Linked DNA regions of Zea mays: region 2 is linked to region 1. Evidence: chromatin contacts called from public Hi-C data. All regions are on one chromosome and are shown on one strand. The core of a region is the stretch at or near the end of the contact, and the rest is flanking DNA. Distances in the headings are between cores, read along the strand shown. Region 1 holds the start of LOC103649589 (ATP-dependent RNA helicase). Region 2 holds the start of LOC100272783.

Region 1 (4,035 bases), core at 744-3,243:
TTTTTGGCTGAGTTAGAAGCTCCGTCCAGGTTGGCATATAAGAGATTTTTTCTTATAGTGCCGCTTGCTGCTACTTACTAGCATGAAGAAGTTCCCTTAGTTTTTTAGCTGTTAGGAATTCTAAAATCTTACAGGAAGTTCACTGCCATTAAAAGGCCCAGAAACACAAATGCACACCCTTGCCAAAAACATCGCTGGGACTTCTTTGGTCTACACAAAATATTTTATTATGTCCAAATTCAACATTTGTGATATGCAAGTCCTGATCCCATGCAAAATGTTTGCAGGATAAACGATGCTCCATAAATCATGAAGCAGATGCCCCCGCCACCTAAGGATTTGGAGATTGCTATAGTGTAAGTAGAGTGCAGTGATCAAGTAGAGTGTAGTGATCAAGGGGTCTTGATAATGTTAAAAGGCTACAAGCATTAGCCGGGACATAGTCCAAGCCTGATACAAGAAAAGTGTTACTTAACGTTATGCCCAACTTTGTTTTGTTTGTGCTACGAGTTGTATAACTATTTAAGTAATTATGTAGCTATTTTTATTTCAGTTTCACTAGCATTGTCTAGAACATGGTGTTCGGTATACATGTTTTATACTAATTTTTAACTTCCGTGGCAACGCACGGGCACATAACTGCATCTCAGTGGATCATGCACATTGTTTGCAGTCGGAGCTCGAGCTGCCCTTCGATCGAACCAAGAACAACCCTGCTGCCCTCACAACATCAAAGTTTGGTATCAGCAAGATGGAGCTTCTCAAGGCATGCTTTTGTAGGGAGTGACTGCTGATGAAGAGGAACTCATGGATGAAGGTATCAGGTACTAGCTGACTTAACAGAATATCCATCAGTATTCTACAATGATCAATACAGGTTGTCCAGTTGTTTTTTCATGTTTGTGTTCAGTTGCCTCCAACTTTCTTGCATATGCACAATACTTCTGAATATTTGTGAATAATTGTTGCCTCAGCCAAACTGTTTATTGTTTATTTACTGAAGCACTCACCAGTTTCTCTTAAATTGCAGATCATTGATCCCTTTCATGTCATGGTCTATTCAAAAGGAAAATCCACTTCTGAGATTAACAGTTGAGAACTGTGAGTTGTCCAGTATTGGTGTGATTATACTTCTGGACTGCCTCACAAATGCGAAGCAACTCCTTGATGTGCTATCTATTGCAGACAATCATCTAGGGAGGTGAGTTGTATGTCTTTTCATGCATTTTGTTCTGTTGTGCTGTATTAAGTCAACATATTAATTGAAATGCGATTGCAGTCCTGTGGCAGCTGCATTGGCCAGATTCTTGGGTTCACATGTACGAGCTTTAAATGCTACAGATATCGGCTTGGGAACAGTAGGCTTCCAAATACTTGAGGAAACATTGCCAACAGAAGTAGCTCTTTCCCACATCAACATCAGGTAGAACCAAGCACTTCCACTCAACATAGATGTCAGTTTTCTCACTGACATTATTTATATTTTGTAGTAAGAATCGTGGTGGGATCAGAGCAGCATATTTTGTTTCCAGATTAATATGTCGAGCACCAAACCTTGTCTCAGTCAATGCAGCAGGGAATCTGTGGACCCTCTGCAATATGTGTATGATAGGATGTGTCATACGTGTGTTGATATATGTTAACTGAATTGGCAAAACACTTGATATATATTAAAATATGTTGACCCCAATAATCCTATCAAGATTTTCCTTTGGTATTATATATGTTTCATACAAATTTTTTTACTCCCGTCGCAACGCACGGGCATTCACCTAGTTCTCCAATAACAACATTATATATAGAGGTAAAAGTTAGTATTATGAGCATTCATTAGATGATACATTTATTGAAACCTTTTACCAAAAAAAACTGTTGAAACAAACATCGACAAGAAAGGAAAAGAGATGCAATTCAAAGGAAAGGAAAGGAAATAAGATGAGAAAAAAAACACTACTCGTAGTGGGCTATGCCTCAAGCCGGCGTGGTTGGACTACTGGGCCGTGTGTTTTCACGCAGCCCAGCCCATCTCACGACTGTCGACGCTCTGTCGCTAACTTCGCCCCAGCGTCAGCCTCGGCTCAGCCCCCGCCATCGCTGATTCGCTGGCCATCAGAGTCGGCGGCCAGGCCATGTCGAGGTTCTGGAAGCCAGGGTCGGAGAAGCCGAGCACCCTACTCGTCGACGACGAGGAGGGCGGAGTCGTCTTCCTGCCCTCCTCCAGCTCCGTCTCCTCCTCCGGGTGCGTTTCTAAACCCTAAACCCTCCCTTTCCGTCTCGCATTTGTCCTCACACCCGCTGCTTGACGTTTCAAAACCTGAGACTGGGTGTTCTCGCTGTTGCTTTGGTTGTGTTCGACGGTAGCTTTGGTTACGCGAGTCTAGAGAGACAGCGGCAACGGCTGCCGGTGTACAAGTACCGCAAAGCCATTCTCTACCTGGTGGAGCGGCACGCCACCACCATTGTCGTCGGCGAGACTGGCAGCGGCAAGTCCACGCAGATCCCTCAGGTACTCCCTGAATAAGTCCTTCGCTGCTTCATCGAACGCATCGGGGTGTGGATTTTTCGGGGCCGGCTTACTGCCTAAAGGGATGGTTAGGATTGTGCGTGCTGCACTTATGTCAGTTGGCATTTGGTCGAACAGCTGCTGCGCGTGGTTGAGTTCCCATGGCTAGCATTCATACATTCTGTGTTCTAGATATGTGATTTTTTCGGGGTTGACCTACTGCCTTAAGGTGACGAGGTCGATGGGTATACTTAACCAATGGTCAATTATTTTTGATAATTCTGTTTGGATTTCATCCACAACTTGTGTGTGAATTTGGCATATGCAATGTGACTGGATTCCTGATTGGATTAGAACTTGGACAGTAATTCTATATGGAGCTTTGATGACTCAATTTTGCCATGGATTCATCCCTCGAGGTGGTGTTTGCCAGCTACCACTGACCATCCACGCCTACTGGTGGTGTTATAGGTTTTATGTTGTGCGTGTAGATCCACATCAAAGCTAGTTCATATATTGGGCACATAGACATACACTAGTGTGCAATCATTTAGATGCGCGCAATAAACCAAAAAGGTGGAAAAGAGGACCAGAGGAGCAAAAATGAGCCAACAAGAGTGCAAGGAAGACTAAAGCTTTGAAGCATATAAACTTCTGAAAATAGTAATCTACAAACAGTTTGTGTCTTTCTTTCTGATTATGTTTTATTTCTAATAATTTCACTGTACTTTGATCAGTACCTTAAGGAGGCTGGTTGGGCTGACGGTGGTCGGCTTATAGGATGCACTCAGCCCAGACGACTGGCTGTTCAGGTATCCAGTGCTTTTAATCTTAATTCAGTTGTGCTTGTGAGAACTATTATGCGATACTAGGTCCTTTTGTTTGTTTATCTGACGAGGTCTGTGCAGGTATTATTTTGGGGTACACAAAAGTATTCTGCTTTTCATCTTATATGATGCCACAGTTTGCTTTGTCTACATGTTTTGGATGGCTAAACTTCCAACTGTGTTGTGTGATACTTTAATTAACAATACCTGCGGACCACGAAATTTTGTGTGACCAGGTTTAGCATGCTCTGATTCTGCAACTAATCATGTAACATACATGGTCTAGATCAATATTTTAGTATTGAATGTCTGAAACTTGTACTTGTAGTTATTTCCCCTCTAACATTATTTACTGACCAGAAATTCAATGTTTGATTATGTCCTGGCAAAAGGATGTTTGCGAAGAATACCCTATGTACTAATTCAGCATTGGGAAGTACTATGATGAACACATATTCATGTGATCCTACTTTTCTTAGATCCCATTCTAGAACAATCTGTGGGTAGAATAGTATGCTTGACTGACTCGATGGATGCTGACTACAGATTTAACTATTGTGACATACTGTTGTGATGTTGTCATGTAGTATTTCCTATTATTGTATGCAGATGTTTCTCCTTCTCATTTGCTTCTTATCATTGCGTTTTCAACTCATCTTACTATTGAACAGATGGTTGCATCAAGAGTAGCTGAAGAAGTAGGTG
Region 2 (4,035 bases), core at 1,025-3,524, 150 kb before region 1:
AGGTTTGGGTATACACCTAATAAAAATCTGGAGACGTGGCCATTGTTGCAACATTGTTTTGAAGATTTTGACAGGTTTGTGTATACACCAAATAACAATGTTGCAATATTGTTTTGAAGTTGTGATCCATTTTGTTGTTGTTAATTCTTGTTAGTTTTCATGTCTACAGATTCCGTGGCCAAACTTTGGTGGTTTCAGACTACGGAAGGTCCAAACGGCTACTAGGGACTGCTGATGCCAAATTCTTGCGAGCTTGTCCTGGTTTCAACCACGGGTTGTGATTTGGTTTGGCATCCAATGGAATGGAATGGAATGGAAAGTGAGACCAGGTTCAGGAATGGAATACAAAAATATCTGCTGTGCTCTCTTGTTTTTCTCCCTTTTTAACAAGAAAACGAAGATTGCTATACAGCTACTAGTGAGCTCTGTTCTTGCGTTGCTCTCTCAAGATCTTACCCCTGGACGCAGTAACAGAGAGGTCAGTGGCAAATGGAGTGGATGCGTGATCGTCGGATGAAGTGGGACCTGAATTCTCCGTTCACCTGTTTGAGCCCAAGAAGATTGTGTCGAAATCGCCTCAGTTCTTCCGTCCAAGGATCTCGGTGCGAACCCTGACCAGGCAGTCAGGCACCCACCCCAATGCTATGTCCAAACTTCAGTCAGAATGTCAGATTCGTCAAGCAAACCCACCACATCTTGGCTTCTTCGTACTTCTCGAGGAAAAGCAGCTAGCGTTTCTCCTTGGTGGCGGTGAGCTTGAACATGTTGCTTTTGTCAGGTGTCAGAAACAATTAGGTTGTTCTTTAACTGTCGTTTTGCTCGCATGGTTTGGAGTTAAATTCGCTTAGTTTTTGGCATTTCTAAGCCTTCTAGTGTTTCTAATATGTTTGGGAGCTGGCTTAGGGGTTTTGGAAAAGATCTTAGAGATTTATCCTTATTAGGGCCGCAACTGTTTGTTGGGTGATTTGGCTAAGCAGAAATGGCATAATTTTTGAAAAAAAAAATTATTCTCCTTTGCAGGTTATCCATACTATCTTCCATTAGCTTCGCACGTGGACTGTACTGTAAAAGTCAGATTCTCGTCTTTTTATGGTGGAGGCTACGTAACGTTTGATGCAAGTGGTTAAGGTCTTTTTTGCTCAGGATCATGGGTGACGGTCTAGTCTTCGGATTGATAGTCACTAGAGTGTACGTAAGTGTGTGTGATCGTTCTTCTAAAAGTTGTGTGCTTTCATTAACAGAGGCTGGGAGAGGTTGCAAAGACTTGTATTTTCTCGATGTAATGTTTTTGAAATTAATAAAGTCTTCCTTATAAAAAAACTTTAAACATATTCGCTCGTATTTCTTTACCCATTTCAACATCTCCAGTGAACGGGCTTATCGTTTCAACTTTCAAGAAAAGTGTTTTTTTTTAAATAGACATAATAGGACCAATGTAGGCCCTTTTTATGATCTAGGATTTGGAATATTTTCTAAGTTTCTTCTTGGCACAAAAGCCGCCATTTCTAAAGTTGGAGAGAGTTTCATATGATTTTCTAAAGTTTTCTCTATTTTTCTCATGCAGAAGGTAGCCCTATATTTCTTCACTCGAATAGGACTTGTTATAATTTTTCTCTGGTGCTATACTATTTAGCCATCCTAAGAAAAATATGGTTGTTGTCTGTTTCTAAAAAATGGACATAAGCACTTTTTGAGGGTTAAACTCCACTTATACTTGTGATCCAAGATGTTCAATATTTTTGTATGATGTTACTGTTAATCAAGCATCTACTCAATTTTTTAACCCTAGCATAAAAGTTTTTACTATTTCCCCTCGTTTTTAATGGTTTAGCCATTTTTCTATTTAGTGGGCTGAATAGACTGGACCAAAATTATCAATCTATTCAGGTTTGGTTTCTAAAATTATTTAGATTCGATCCTATTTTTAGAACCCGATATTTTAAATAACCAAACCTAATAAACTAAATACCCACTCCTAAAGAATCGGGGATCGGGTACACCATCTCTACGTCCGATGATGAGCCGGTCAAAAGACACCCGTTCAAGAATTTCGACTCGATGCGATTCAAATAATTCTAACTTTGAAAAAAGAAGGTTTCACACAGTCACACCAAACACTGTGAACCCACCCAGAAAGGAACACAGACACAGGGCAGCCCGAGTCACCGGTCTATGCACCCGAGTCCACAACGGTCCCCCACCTCGAACCCACCGATCATCGGCTTCGCCGTCGCTGTAGCCGTCTAAAAATACCTCCCGATCTCCGACGAGTTGTCGAACTATGGCATCTCCCGCGCACCGGGCGCCTCACCGCTTCCGGCGGCCTCTTCGCGCGCCGCTGCCGCCGCCGCCGCCGCGGCTGCCTACTCCCTCTTTATACTCCCGCCGTCCCTCCGCGCACCAGGTGAAGTCCCAGATCTCTCGCCACCTTCTTCCTCCCCACGGCAGAGTTCTCCTCGTGATTGTCGCCTTCCTGGCTTTCATGGAGGTGCTTGCGTGAATGCGGGAAGCTGAGTGATCTCCGATTTTATGCCCTGTTTCACGTGCCAGCAGCATTTTTGCGCGACTTCGCATAGTTCGATTCGATGCCGTTTTATCGGGAAATTCGCTCGGAATGGCCAGTGGTTTTGTACTTTTGTAGCAACGTAGGTACCTGCATGAACATTACTAGGCTTCTGGCGTTGTGCGTGGGGTACGATTTGGGGCCTTCAGCCCTTCACGATATGATGAGTTGATCGGCTGTATATTTTACTTTAACCCAATGTTTGTCCCTATGATTAACTTTTCGTTTTGCCAGACGGGAGTCTGCCGAAGTTCTGTGATTAGTCTCAGTCGCCACTATCTTCTGCAGGTATCCCAATTAAGAACCATCGTGCCAAGACCTTCAAGGAGGCGTCATGCCATTCAAGTTGTCACGGCATTTGATGATGTACTGTGATGCCTCTCCACTTTTAGTAACCATATTTCACTTTGTAGTAGCTTGTATTATGATTTATATTCGACAGTGATTTGGTGCAGGATCCTGGGGATTTCTCGCTGGTGCACGATGACGGGGACGAGCAGTTTGGTGTTCCTCAGTATTCAAGCGAGAGTGAATGGAGCGATGATGATGTCATATTGACGGCATTCACAGATGTTGAGTTACCGATGGCAGTCAAGAGCCGGGCCGAGGGTGCACTAACTATAGCTGCCCATAGGTTCGCCACGATTGACAAAGGGCATAAGAAGAGCAGGTAAGAGTGTTAAGACAATCACCCTTTCCAAACAATCCTAAAATCTAGTGGTTAAGGTGTGTATTTTAGTTTGCCTTCTATTTTCTATATGGGAAAAAAGCGAAAGGGCCTATAGCGTAATGGTTAAGGTTACCGAGTAGCACCTCTAGGGCCTTGGTTCGATCCCCCTCGAGGACAAATTTCTTGCTTGGTTACGTACTGCGCGCCAACCTCCGGCTGGGCCGTTGCAGAATGGGCGGTGACCAAGGTTATTAAAACGATAAAACGTTGGAACGCTCATGAGTGAAATTTTGACTTTTAAACGTTTAAACTTTATTTAAACGTAGTTTTAAACAACATAGGAAAAATACCAATACATCATAATTTCAGACAATAATATGAAGTTAAGTACCAAAACAGAGAGGTTAGTGGCTTACCAAAACTTCACCCATGAGCTGGATTGAACTCCAAAAGTAACTAATAGTCTGGGCCCAAAAGTAGCTAATGGTCTAAAATGCATAAAACACTGCATTTTACAGTTTAGAACGCCAAAACGCTAAAACGTGGTTTCAACCTCTAATTAGAGTTTTGACGTTTAAACGTAGTTTAAACATCGTTTAAACGTAGTTTTAATAACACTGGCGGTGACGGCTCGCTAGTGATGGGGGGCCAGGCTTTGGGGATTTTCTCGGTCGGGACTATGTTTCGGTCTCTTTTTAATATAATACCGGGAGGACGGTCTTTCCTTTCCTGACCGAGTTTTTTTCTGTACGGGAAAATGGGGGTGTAGAACAGCAGCTTTGCATCTTTTGCTTGGTAGTGC

What was found. A called contact is a pair of places that touch in the nucleus more often than the background predicts.
Region 2: a Hi-C map of leaf shows a contact between it and region 1, with 6 times the contacts expected there. The contact joins the promoter of LOC100272783 here to the promoter of LOC103649589 in region 1. A contact is called at or near these places in 4 of 25 Hi-C or Micro-C datasets (endosperm, leaf and seedling) and 2 of 3 datasets of contacts at active chromatin or transcription factors (leaf and seedling).

What each region holds. Positions count from the first base shown.
Region 1 is chr3:3,768,732-3,772,766 of Zm-B73-REFERENCE-NAM-5.0, reverse strand. It overlaps LOC103649589 (ATP-dependent RNA helicase), which reads left to right and starts at 1,993. Exons shown (of 24, transcript XM_008675331.4): 1 at 1,993-2,239; 2 at 2,362-2,506; 3 at 3,241-3,315; 4 at 4,002-4,035. The coding sequence starts at 2,130. It overlaps LOC103641932 (a long non-coding RNA gene), which reads left to right. Exons shown (of 13, transcript XR_002268530.1): 8 at 1-29; 9 at 288-356; 10 at 674-817; 11 at 1,031-1,201; 12 at 1,280-1,423; 13 at 1,491-1,553.
Region 2 is chr3:3,914,396-3,918,430 of Zm-B73-REFERENCE-NAM-5.0, reverse strand. LOC100272783 reads left to right here and starts at 2,274. Exons shown (of 8, transcript NM_001147236.1): 1 at 2,274-2,404; 2 at 2,852-2,929; 3 at 3,019-3,233.